3 separate regions of the Rattus norvegicus genome follow, and all the other regions are linked to region 3. A link is a contact called in public Hi-C data. All regions are on one chromosome and are shown on one strand. The core of a region is the stretch at or near the end of the contact, and the rest is flanking DNA. Distances in the headings are between cores, read along the strand shown. Region 1 overlaps LOC102551127 (a long non-coding RNA gene). Region 2 has its middle 210 kb from the start of Rplp1. Region 3 holds the start of Tle3 (TLE family member 3, transcriptional corepressor).

What was found. A called contact is a pair of places that touch in the nucleus more often than the background predicts.
Region 1: a contact with region 3 is called in a Hi-C map of frontal cortex, with 2.2 times the contacts expected there. The contact joins the enhancer-like site here to the promoter of Tle3 in region 3. A contact is called at or near these places in 4 of 12 Hi-C or Micro-C datasets (Schwann cells, frontal cortex, kidney and 1 more).
Region 2: a Hi-C map of liver shows a contact between it and region 3, with 5 times the contacts expected there. The contact joins the enhancer-like site here to the promoter of Tle3 in region 3. A contact is called at or near these places in 8 of 12 Hi-C or Micro-C datasets (the A7r5 cell line, the Rat2 cell line, Schwann cells and 4 more) and 1 of 1 datasets of contacts at active chromatin or transcription factors (oligodendrocytes).

The regions. Positions count from the first base shown.
Region 1 is chr8:70,423,966-70,427,647 of GRCr8, forward strand. It overlaps LOC102551127 (a long non-coding RNA gene), which reads left to right. Exons shown (of 4, transcript XR_005488237.2): 1 at 1-3,053; 2 at 3,599-3,682. Among named protein-coding and RNA genes, the nearest start is that of Uaca, 270 kb to the left of the region's middle. Within about 2 kb of position 2,391, at least 37 of the 93 cell types and tissues checked have an H3K27ac peak or open chromatin away from gene starts, as enhancers often do.
Region 2 is chr8:71,080,519-71,084,064 of GRCr8, forward strand. No RefSeq gene overlaps it. Among named protein-coding and RNA genes, the nearest start is that of Rplp1, 210 kb to the right of the region's middle. Within about 2 kb of position 1,348, at least 19 of the 93 cell types and tissues checked have an H3K27ac peak or open chromatin away from gene starts, as enhancers often do. A contact at or near this core is called in liver, where this site is marked.
Region 3 is chr8:70,751,792-70,755,514 of GRCr8, forward strand. It overlaps Tle3 (TLE family member 3, transcriptional corepressor), which reads left to right and starts at 1,986. Exons shown (of 20, transcript NM_053400.2): 1 at 1,986-2,743; 2 at 3,237-3,337. The coding sequence starts at 2,720.

The DNA.
Region 1 (3,682 bases), core at 1,141-3,640, 330 kb before region 3:
TATCCATTCACACAGTAGGCGTGAGAGATGTGACATTTCCTCCTGAGGTACAGCAGATGCTCCAAGGAGGAAGTGAAGAGAAGGTGGAGGAAACAGAACCGTTTTTGAAGGGAGTGCCCACAATCCAGGAGCATACTGGTTCTCTGAGGGAGCACAGGAGAGAAAAAAAAAAAAAAAAAACCCTGAATTCTCTAGAAATGATTGTGCGTCAAAGAAAAACAGGTGCTAAAGTCTCCTGAGACCTCAACTGAGGGGCCAGGAAGTCATGGTCTGCTAGTTTGTGAGTGTGTCTGGGCCTGTGTGGGGCCCAGGCTGGGCTACATGGTGGGGTTTCTGTCTGCTTAGCAATAGATCCAGCCAAGAAAAGGCATGGTTTTCAGAGGTCCCATAGGGGCTCTAGTGCACCAGGGTTGAACCATTTACTTCCTCGGTGGCTTAGAGTCAGACAGAGCCAAAACAAATGGGCCTGGTTCAAACCAGTTCCTGTCAGCTCCTGGTCACTTCCTCAGTCCTGCAACTACTCTGGCTTGTGGCTGGTGTCTGTTTTGATTGTTGGGTATCTATCTGTGCCTCTATGTGGGGTGCCTTCGTGGGGGTAGGCATTGATGTAGCTGCAGCTGGTAGGAGGGCTTTATGTGGGGGAAGCCTAGGGAAATTCCCCGAGAGAGGACCAATGACCTGATTTGGGATCAAGCCCTCTGCCTTCTGTTTCTGACTGTGGCAGGCTGGAAGTGGGGAGGCTTTCAAAGCAGAGAGGCTGTCATCTTTTGGTGTGTTTCTAAGGAGAAAATTGGGTTCCCATGATACTGTCTAGGCCTGAGGTCTAAACAACAATAAATAGATATTCAGGACCCAAGGTCTAAAAGTCTACTTAGGGGTGAGGAGAAACCTAGCCAGAGCCTCGCATGCAAAAGGCAAAGCAAAAGGCTTTCTGTTAGACAGTGAGATTCCCCTGCCTCCAATCTGAGGGGAGGTACATGCCCAAGGGACATATCATATGTACAGTTCTTCCTTTCCTGGGCTTGAATTGTATGGTGGGTCTGTAAAGTGCTTGCTCTACCTGGAGGTATCCTGGAGCCCTCTTCTGACCAGTTCCTGCCTTCATCCCATCCTTCCATCCACATGTCCGTCTGTCCATCTGTATGTCTATCTGTCCATCCATCTGTCTGTCTGTCCATCCACCCATCCCATCCCTACAGATATACATATATCAATTATGTATGTAAACACACATACACACATACACACACCCCATATAACTTACAGGAGACAAGATTTATTTTAGCTCATGGTTTTGGAGATCTCAGCCCATGTTGCTTGGCCCCATCACTGTGGATTTGTGGTGAGATGAGGTATCGTGGTAGAAAGAAATAGATAAGCAGAACAGCTCACCCCGTGGCAGCCAGGGCACACGGAGAGACAGAGGAAGGGCTAGAGACAAAACATGCCCTTCAAAGGCACGCCCCTAGAGATCTGCCTCCTTCCATTAGGTCCTACCCCAGAGAGCTCCCACTCCTCCTAAAAGAGAGCTACCAGTTAGGGAAAAAACCTTCAACACTGAAACCTTTGAGCTTGCTACATAATAAAAACATCAGCTTCACCCATCCACCTGCCCAGAACGCGTGGTTCTGAGCTAGACTTTGGAAGCCAGAGGTAATTTAAGATGTAGCTCCTCTCCTTAGAACCTGAATGGAAGGCAGAAGGCAGAACACCTGGCTTCAGTGGAGACTCGGGCAAAGCAGATGGCTACATGGTCAGCCTGGTGGAGAAGCTGGAGGTTAGTCCTGCTGTGAGGGCTCAGGAGTCCGTACAGAAGTGATGGACACACACACATGGTTTGAACAGGGTCTCCAAGGGAGAGCAAGGCAGACAGTAAAGGGGTGGTTGTTTTGAGTAGGAGGTCAGTATGTGCAAAGGCACTGAGCCACCATAGCTGAGGGAACATCTGGAGGGAAGATCCCACCAGTGAGCATGAGAAGGAAGGATGCTGCTGAGAGACAGGTGGTACCTAAGAGAGGCAGCCTTCCATGTGTACAGTGAGATGGAGACATCTCCCACAGCTACTGAGTGTCCATGAGTGTCTGCCTCGTGGGCCACACATCCTAGGCCCTGCCAGGCTGTCCCTCTCAGCCACCCATCTGGTGCTGCCCTCCTTACCTGCCTTCTCCAACAGGGTCATGTGATATTGATGACTAGGGAGAGAGAAGGGGATGGCTGCTGGGAGAGACCTGTGAGAGCTGACCCTGGTGGGCGCTGGCCTGGGCCTGGGGATAAGTGAAATTCCTGAGCAGACTTGGCTTGCCCAGAAAGGGATGGGCCTGACTCATCTCTGTTATCCTCACAGGGGCACCCCAGACAGGAGCAAGTGAGTCCTTCCAAGCGCATTCACTGCCCTGACTCCAAAGCCAAGGAGGAAGCCTCCATTTTGTTTCCCTTGACGGGAATGGAGTGGGTTTTCTTTCTCCTTCCAGCCTGCCCTGGTGAGCCCTCCTTGTCCCTGCTGCCCAGCTTCTTGGCACCGAGCCCCTGCATCTTGTTATCGCAGGCTTTGTGCTGTCTGTCACCTTTTATTACAAAACCTTCTGAAATTCTCCGAATCGTCTCGCCGGTTATCATGCTCAACCACAGTGTGCTTGCAGGAGCCTCGGGCTGGAACCACAAGGCAGCCACAGTGCATCGGGGACTTCTGTTCTGTGCCCAGGCAGGCCCCCTCCTTTCTCCTCCCCACTAGGCAAGTTTTGCCAAGCTTCCTTCTCCCTCCCCCCTCCCCCCTCCCCCCTCCTCTTCTTCTACTTCTTCCTCCCCTACTTCCTCCTCTTCTCCTTTTTTCTTCTCCCCTTTTCCCTTCTCTCCTTCTTTCCCCCTCCTCCTCTCCCCTTCTCCCCCTCCTCCTTCCCCCTTCTCTCCTCTCCTCCCTCCTCCTCCTTGAGTTAGACAGTGAAAGGATTCAGAACACATCCCTCTTGCTGGGGGTGGATCTGCAGAAGCTCTGTGGGAGCTGTGGGGCTTGCAGGGGTGCTGGAGTTCTGAGAGGAGCAGAAAGCTGGGGGAAGGTAAGGAGGAGGAAGCCACTGGCTGGCCTCATGTGCTTTGCAGCAGGCAGGTTCTAAACTCAGTGCCAGGGCCTCCCACAGGACTGGAAGTGGGTATGGGGGTGGGTACAAGATGCATACACTTGCCTGGAGGGACAGGGACCCAGGATGATACAGAGCGCGGTGAACAATTGTGTAGTCTGGGTTGTTCTGATTGCCCCACCCCATTGCCCCTGTGGTTGTGGGGTTCTGTGTAGTAACTGTCCCTGGGAACTTTGATACAGCAAAATGGAAAGCAGGGGTTGGTGTCGCTCTACTTAATCTGCGTCAGACCAGGGAGAAAACAAGGGGCTTGGCATGGAGTCTTTCTCCCCTTTGGGATCTGGCCAGGGGAACAGACCCATGTGTCAGGCCAGTTCGGGAGGCCAGATGTCCATTTGGGAAAGGCTGAGGGGGAGAAAGGCTTTGAATATGCTCTCTGCTCCCTTCCTATTGTGGACCCAGAGCTGCTGGGCTCCCAACCCCAGGTAGCAGCCACTCTGTAGCCCAGTCTGGCTCCTTTCCAGGAAGAAGAGCAGTGCCCCATCTTCATCCAGGAGCAGGGCAGCATCTGTGGACAGGGTGACCTTCGACGGGCTCTGCAGCTTCAC
Region 2 (3,546 bases), core at 98-2,597, 330 kb after region 3:
AATGTATAAAGCCTACTCCCCACTGGGGGAAAATGGCGGAACATCTGGGGTTCCTCCTCACACAGGTGCTGCACGAAGTATGAAGGAACCTGAGAAGCAAAAGAGCAACCCTAGCTCCCCAGAAGTCCTTCCTCAGATTAGGGCCACCTTTTATTTGAGGCAGGCCTTATCACTGGCCTAGAACTTGCCAGACAGGCTAGGCTAAGCTGGCCAGTGAGCCCCAGGATCTGCCTGTCTCTGTTTCCTCTGTGTTAGTGTTTGAAGCACACCTCACTGTGTCTGCTTGCTGTCACTCCTTATGGGTGTTCTGGGGATTAAACTCAGGTTCTCGTGCCTGTGTGACAAACCCCTTACCGAAGCAGTCATGGCCCCATTCCAGACCAGCACCAGGAGGAAGCCGTGGCAGCGGCCCAACCTGCCGTGCCCCTCCTGAACTCCGGTCAGATTCTCTCCCTGCCTTCACTGGCTATAATCACAAGGCACTAGGATTGTTCAGCATTTTCTTAAATCGTTAGTCTCCTCTGACCCAGTGAGTGCAGAAACCTGTGGATTCTGCCTTGAGGGTGGGCCCCCTCCCACACTCACTTGGGGCATGCACACGACTTGGGGTCCCGGTTTACACAGAAGAGACAACCTTAGAGGGTATCCCCTCCCCTAAGGAGTCATGTTGTCTAAAGACTATCGTCATGTGGCTGCAGAACTGAAGGAGGGGGTGGGAGATGGTGGGAGCTCTCCCCGCAGCAGCTGATGCCCACCTATTGCTTGGTATAGCCAGTCAGATTTTCCCAGGCCCCTCCAGCCAGGCTGAGTTTCCCTCCCTGGTGGTTCCTACAGGGGGGTTAGGAGTAGGAGCATGTAGAACCAGTTGTCAGTCAGGAAGGGCAGGGACAAGGAAAGAGGAACAGAAGCAGGGAGGAGGGTAACAGAGCCACAGGCCTGACTTTGGGTTTCCAGCTTCTAATTCTTCAGGGGTATGGCCCAAGCAGTCACCCTGGGGTTTTGTGAAAGTCTGCCTACCCTTAGGTCATCTCATAAGCAAAAAAGCTGTTCCTGGAAGCCCAGGGGACCCCATAGGAAAACACTAGAAATTCACAGGCCTGAGGAGCTCACTCCTGCAGGTGTGGCAATGTCCCCTGGCTTTCCTGCACCTCTCCAGAGCCAGGGAGGCTTATGCTGGGGAAGGGGTGCCAGGATCTGTCCCCAACTTTGGTGTCTGCTGTCTGATGGCCTGGCCTGGCCTCAGACAAGTGTCTCTCAAGCCTGAATTCCAGGACTCCACAGCCTGCCTCCACTCTTGCCCATTGCCCTGCAGTTGCCTCAGCTTAGTCAGTCTTCCTCTCAGCTTTCTGCTGCATAGGACACAAAGTCCAGCCCAGCCTCCAAGGCCACCACCTTCCCCTTCCAAGGCTCATCACTCACTCTTGCATTTCCTGTCAGTCCTTCCTTCTCAGCCTGGCCAACTTCCCCTCAGCTCTCTGCTTGTCCAAATCTCTGAGCTTCCCCGGTCTGAAGGAGGGGCTCCTCACTCAGCCTGTCAGAACTCAGGAGAGGCTGACCACTTTCTCCTCTCCTCACACCCTGGGTGTGAATTGGTGGCAAGCTGCCACCCCACTCTTTTTCCTCCCTCCCTGCTTTCCCTCAGCCCTTCTACTGTCCGTCCAGTTCTGTCCTGTCCCATCCTGTCCCGTCCTGTCTTTCTTTCCTTCCTTTCTCTCCTCTCCAGCTCTCCTTTCTCTTCTCCCTCTATTCTTGTCTTCCTTCCTCCCTTCCTCAAACTTGATTTCCATGAGTTTCAGGTCCTTTGTTCCTAATTTAGAGACAACAAACCCGAGGCTCTGAGAGGTCAACAGTGACCCCAAATCGCAGCTCCAGAGTGTGCCAGCACCTGGTTGAAGGAAAAGCCAGGACTGTCTTCTCCAAGACCCCTCCCCATCTTCTATTCCATTCCATAACCAAGGCCAGCTCCTGGCGTTGCCATGGGTTCATGTTAAACATGCATGTGCTCTCCTTAAAAGGGCACACGATCTGAGTTTGATCCCCAGAAGCCATGAAAAGGCCTGGCTTAGTAGCATGCTCTTTCTATCCCAGCATCAAGGAGGCTGAAACAGGAGATCCCTGGAGCTTGAGGTTGTCCAGCCCAGATGATTCAGTGAGCTGTAGGTTCAGGGAGAGACTGTCTAAAGCTAAAGTGAGAAGGTTGGGAAGGTGGATCAGTGGTCCTGAGTGCTTTCTTCTCTCCCTAAGGACTTGCGTTTGTCCCCCAGCACCCACATTAAGTGGCTCACAACCGACTGTTCCTGAGGTCCAACCTTCTTCTGGCCTCTTCAGGCACCTGCATATGCATGGTACAATACAAACATTTGTATAATAAAATATGTCTTAAAAAATTAAAATAAGGGGTTGGGGATTTAGCTCAGTGGTAGAGCACTCGCCTAGCAAGCGCGAGGCCCTGGGTTCAGTCCCCAGCTCCGAAAAAAAAAAAAAGAAAAAAATTAAAATAAGGGGGCTGGAGAGATGGCTCAGCGGTTAAGAGCACTGACTACTCCTCCAGAGGTCCTGAGTTCAATTCTCAGTAACCACATAGTGGCTCACAACCATCTGTAATGGCATTCAATGCTTCTTCTGGTGTGTCTGAAGACAGCTACAGTGAACTTGTATATATAAAATAAATAAATCTTAAAAAAATAATAAAAATTAGGGGGAGGGCAAAAGAAGACATTTGCCAACTTCCTCTGGCCTACACACACACACACACACACACACACACACACACACACCCCTGTGCTTACATGCACACACATAAACACATATACAAAACCGTAGAGAAACTGATAAAGAGAGGAAATTTTTTTCTGAAATCTAAAGGACCCTGAGAAAATCTGACCTCAAGAAAAAATACAGTTTCAAAAGCCCTTGTTATTAAGGAAGACAAACTAAGAATAAAAGTGTTGAATGTATATCATTAAATTAGTGAAACAGGCAAACGGAAAACGACAAAATGGGAATTCGTCGATTGCTAAAATTAATACCAGTAAACGAGAGAAAGGGGGAAAAAATAAGTACACAAGTGAAGTCTGTGAAACCGGAAGTGGTTAGAGGCCCTGTGGTGGTGGGATGGAGAAGGCCTCAGTTTCCTTGCATGGGTGTACATCTTCCACTAGGTTCAGTGAGTCACATGCAGTGCTGCGGGCCCAGTCTACTGAGCCCCAGAGTGTATCTCTTCCGCCAGGCTCTGTGGGTCACGAGCGATGGATGCTCCAGGCCAAGTCTCCTGAGCCCCTGCCTGGTGGTTTCCTCTCATCGACCACAGAGCCTCTAAATTGCAGGGGATCTCAGTGTGGAGTCCTGGGATTTCTTTGCCCAGTCAAGACTCCTTGGCCTACCAGGGTAGCCTTTCCTCTTAGAAGAGAAGCTCCACCGTCTGGGCTTATTAAGCAAACAAGTTGGTTCTGTCCTTTTCAGCAATGAAAACCACTCTGGTTTTGTTTCCTCCCTGTTGCCAGGAGTCAAGAGGAAGTCTGCGGTTAGACATCTTCGGGTAGAGAC
Region 3 (3,723 bases), core at 736-3,235:
CCACCCGTGACGTAAGGGGGAGGGCAGAGAAGGGGGAGGGGAGAGGGAAGCTCCAAAGAGGAGCCATTTTGAGACTAATGGATGCTTTGGCCAGATGCTCGCATCTGTCGAGCTAGGCTTCTCCCTGCCCCCCCTCCCCTTTTCGGTGCGCATCGTACACGATTTATGTTTTTATTTAGGAGAATAAATAAATGAAGAGGGGAGCGCGGTCGAGGCCTGAGCGGGCTCTGAGAGGCTCCATCTCGGGGCGGCCGCTCACGTGGAGGTCCCCGCGCGCTCCCAGCTACTCATTAAGATGCAAACGCGAAACTCAGGCTCCTAATGAGGGGAAAATATAGATTCCGGGGGCGCGCGAGGCGCGCGCGCCCGCAGCGGGCCAGGAGTGTATGCTTGCGTGCAAGCTCGGTGGGAAAGCGGGGAGGGACCCGAGGACACCTGGGCGGCCCACTCGGCGTTGCCTCTCCGAGGCCCGAGGACATAGGGTGGGCAGTGTGCCCCGACGTGACCCTTGTCTGCGAGCATTTAGTTGGGCCCCAGAGTCGAATGTTTATTCCTCCTTGGGTGTCGAGGCTGGTGACCGTGGCCACTCCAGGCTCGCAGTCGCTCTTCTACGGGTGGCTGTCGACGCATGTGCCCGGGCAGACCAGCAGGCCAAGAAACGGGGTCGGGACTCAGGGTCGTAGCCGGGAGGGCCCCAACTTCGTGCATTCCCTTCTTCACCATCTCGGGCCCGGAGCACAGCTGAGGAAACCGCCTTGGCAAGGCTGCGGCCAGGATGTAGCTGTCCCCAAAGGGCAAAAGCCCCAAGTGGGGCTAGCCGCACTACTGAGCCAGTTGTCCGCAGACAGCCGGGCCCTTCCATCTGCGCGGCCCGCCAAGCCAGAGTTCTCAGACTTCCCCCTCGCCGGCAGCCGCCGTGCATCAGAGGCGCTGTTTATTTGGCTTTCTGAGAAGAAGGGCGAATGAACAAAGGAGAAAAGCAGGGCGCCCAAGGGTGGGAGAGGGGACAGAAACGGATAAAAGAAAGAGAAACTCAGTTTGGAGAACAGTCTTAGAGGTCGGAGGTAACTTTGGGAGCCAGCATTTTATCGGTCCTAAATCTTTTGAAGTGAAAACATTAAACTGACAAAGTGATTCTGTTTGTTTTATAGTATCTAATTGGGCTGCTTTGCAACCCTAATGAGATTAGAGGGGAGCAATCGTTCGCCGCCTCTGCAGAATCAACTGATCCATTACTACCAGCCACAGGTTTTAAGGATTGTACAGCTTGTCCTTTTTCCCCCTTTTGTTGTTATTCGTTTTCTCTTTCTCCCCTCCCGCCAAATAATTATTTGCTACTAGATCGTGGGAAAAAAAAAGAGGAAAAAAACCTAGCTGCCCAGGACTATAATATATATCTATTTATTATATGTCTTTCGGTTAATTCCTGATGTGAGGAGCGCTGTTTTTCACTCCCAAGCGAAAGTCACCAGCGGGTAGGGCCTGATTGCTACTTTTCATGCATAGTTTTAGACACAAGAGGGCATTGTGACGTCGCGCCCGGCGGCGCCCAGTCGCAGTCCGAGTCCCGTGGCCCCACGTGGGAGCCTCGCATTCCCATTGGCCAACGCTAGGCGAAGCCGCCACATTATTTTGTTACTTTTCAGTCCCTATTTGGAACTGCTCTCGCGGCAGTTCAGACCTCGTGCTCGGCCCCCTTCGCCTGTCTGTGTGTGGTATCCGCAGGTCCGAGCCACTTTTTTTTTTTTTTTGAGTGCGTGTACGTGTGTGTGTTGAGTGCGTGTGTTTGTGTGTTTTGGGGGTTTGGCGGGGCGCGGAGAGGAGAGCCAGGCTGGGAGGAAGGAAAGAAGCCGCAGAGCTCCCGGGCTCAGGCTACGTCTCCCCCTCCGGTGCTCTCCAGCCTGCGCGCTCCTAGGCAGCAGGGACGCCGACCGCTCCCCGCCGGAGACGCAGCCGATTCACTTGAGAGCAAAGAAGACCCCTTCGCCGAGGCTTCCTATGCCGGCTGGAGTTAGGATGCCACGGCCCATTATTTGCACCGACTAACCCGGAGTTCCTCCTCGGCCCTGGGAAGGACTGGCGGCGGCGGCTGGAGCAGACAGAGCAGCAGGCTCTCTTCTCCGAGGGGAGGGGGGGGCGTCGAAGCGCCCTCGCTGGGCTCTAGCCCTCACCCACGGTCCTCAAGCCGTCACCTCGGTGGCCTGCTTCCTTTTTCTTCTCCCCGCGACTCCGGGCCCGACCGCCTCTGGGATTTGACCCGCGCGCCCCGGATGCTCCGAGCTGCCCAGACGCGCCCCCCCCCCTCCAGCCTCATCGTGCTGATTGACCCGTGAGGGGACAAGAGAAACCCACCCCCCAACCTCCGGGCCTCGGGATCCTGCTCTGGAGCTGCCAGGGAGCCGATGATGTCCACGCAGACCCGGCTTCTGACACTGTCCACGCAGCCGGGGGAAGGTGGCCGGCCGCAGCCGGCCGAGCCTTAGGCGCACAAAGCGCGAGCCCGCCGACGACTTTGCCGCTCGCTCCGCCGCTCTTTGTCTGCACTTGGGGCGCACGCCCGACTCTGGGATTTCGCTGCGAGAGCGGGCTGGGGGGGCCGGGGGCGAGCTCTCGGTTCCCCGGCCGCCCCCCGCTCGGGCTCGCCTCCCCCCTCCCCCGCACGTCCCCGGCTCGGGCTCTCAGCGCTTCCAAGCTCTCGGAATCGCGACCCCTCCCTGCCATGTATCCGCAAGGCAGACATCCGGTGAGTAATTGCAAGTAGGCTTATTTAAGCATCTATCATGGCAGGGTAAACGAGGCAGTTTATCTAGCACCTCCATTTTGCTTGTTGCTACCTTTATGGTGCGCGCGCGTGTGTGTGCGCTCACACAAAGGGGCTGGGTGGGTGGGGGCGCCGTAGAGAGCCAAGGGTAATTGCGCTCGAGTGGCCCGGGCGGCCTGCGTTGGAGGGGAACGTGGGCTCCCGCCCTGGGCCCCTCTCCTAAGTCTTCCAACTCGCTCCCTCGGCACTTGGCCACGGGAGCCCTTCTGGCTTTGGGGGTGGTCGATATGCCCGCTTCCCGGTCCTGTCGGGAGAGCGTTGAAAAACTTGCTGGGAAGGTTCTGGGCTGTGGGGTGGTGGCCTTGCCGGTGGCTCCCGGCGGGGAGGGGCCAGGGACCCAGCGGATGCACGGGGCCGCGTGGAGCCCTTCTGATGTGCCCACTCCTCTCCCCTATGTCGTCCTTGTGGGCTCCAGGCACCCCATCAACCCGGGCAGCCAGGATTTAAATTCACTGTGGCCGAGTCCTGTGACAGGATCAAAGACGAATTCCAGTTCCTGCAAGCTCAGTATCACAGGTAAGGCGGGTGGGGGGTGGGCCCGGGCTGACGTGGAGGGCGGCCTGGCGCGCTCCTGCTACCCCCCGCAGGGCCCGAAGGGGACGTCGACCCCCGACTGCGGGGCCGCAGGGCCTCCGCCTTTTGTTTCCCCTCTCGGAGCGCACAGCCTTAACCCTTTGCGTTCCGCAGTCGCCCAGCTCCCAAAGCCCGTCCTGTCGAGGGTCGGGGTCTTGCGCCAGCGTCCGGGCCCGCCCCCGCGTGGCCGAGGCGAGTCCCCTCGTCAGATCAAGAGAAGTTTGGAGTTGGTACGGCCAGGCTCCGGGTGGTAGGCACCCATTCCCACTGTCCTGAGGATGCTGGATAATGGGGGTACTCAGAGTGCCGGGCAAGTGAAGTGGCTCTGT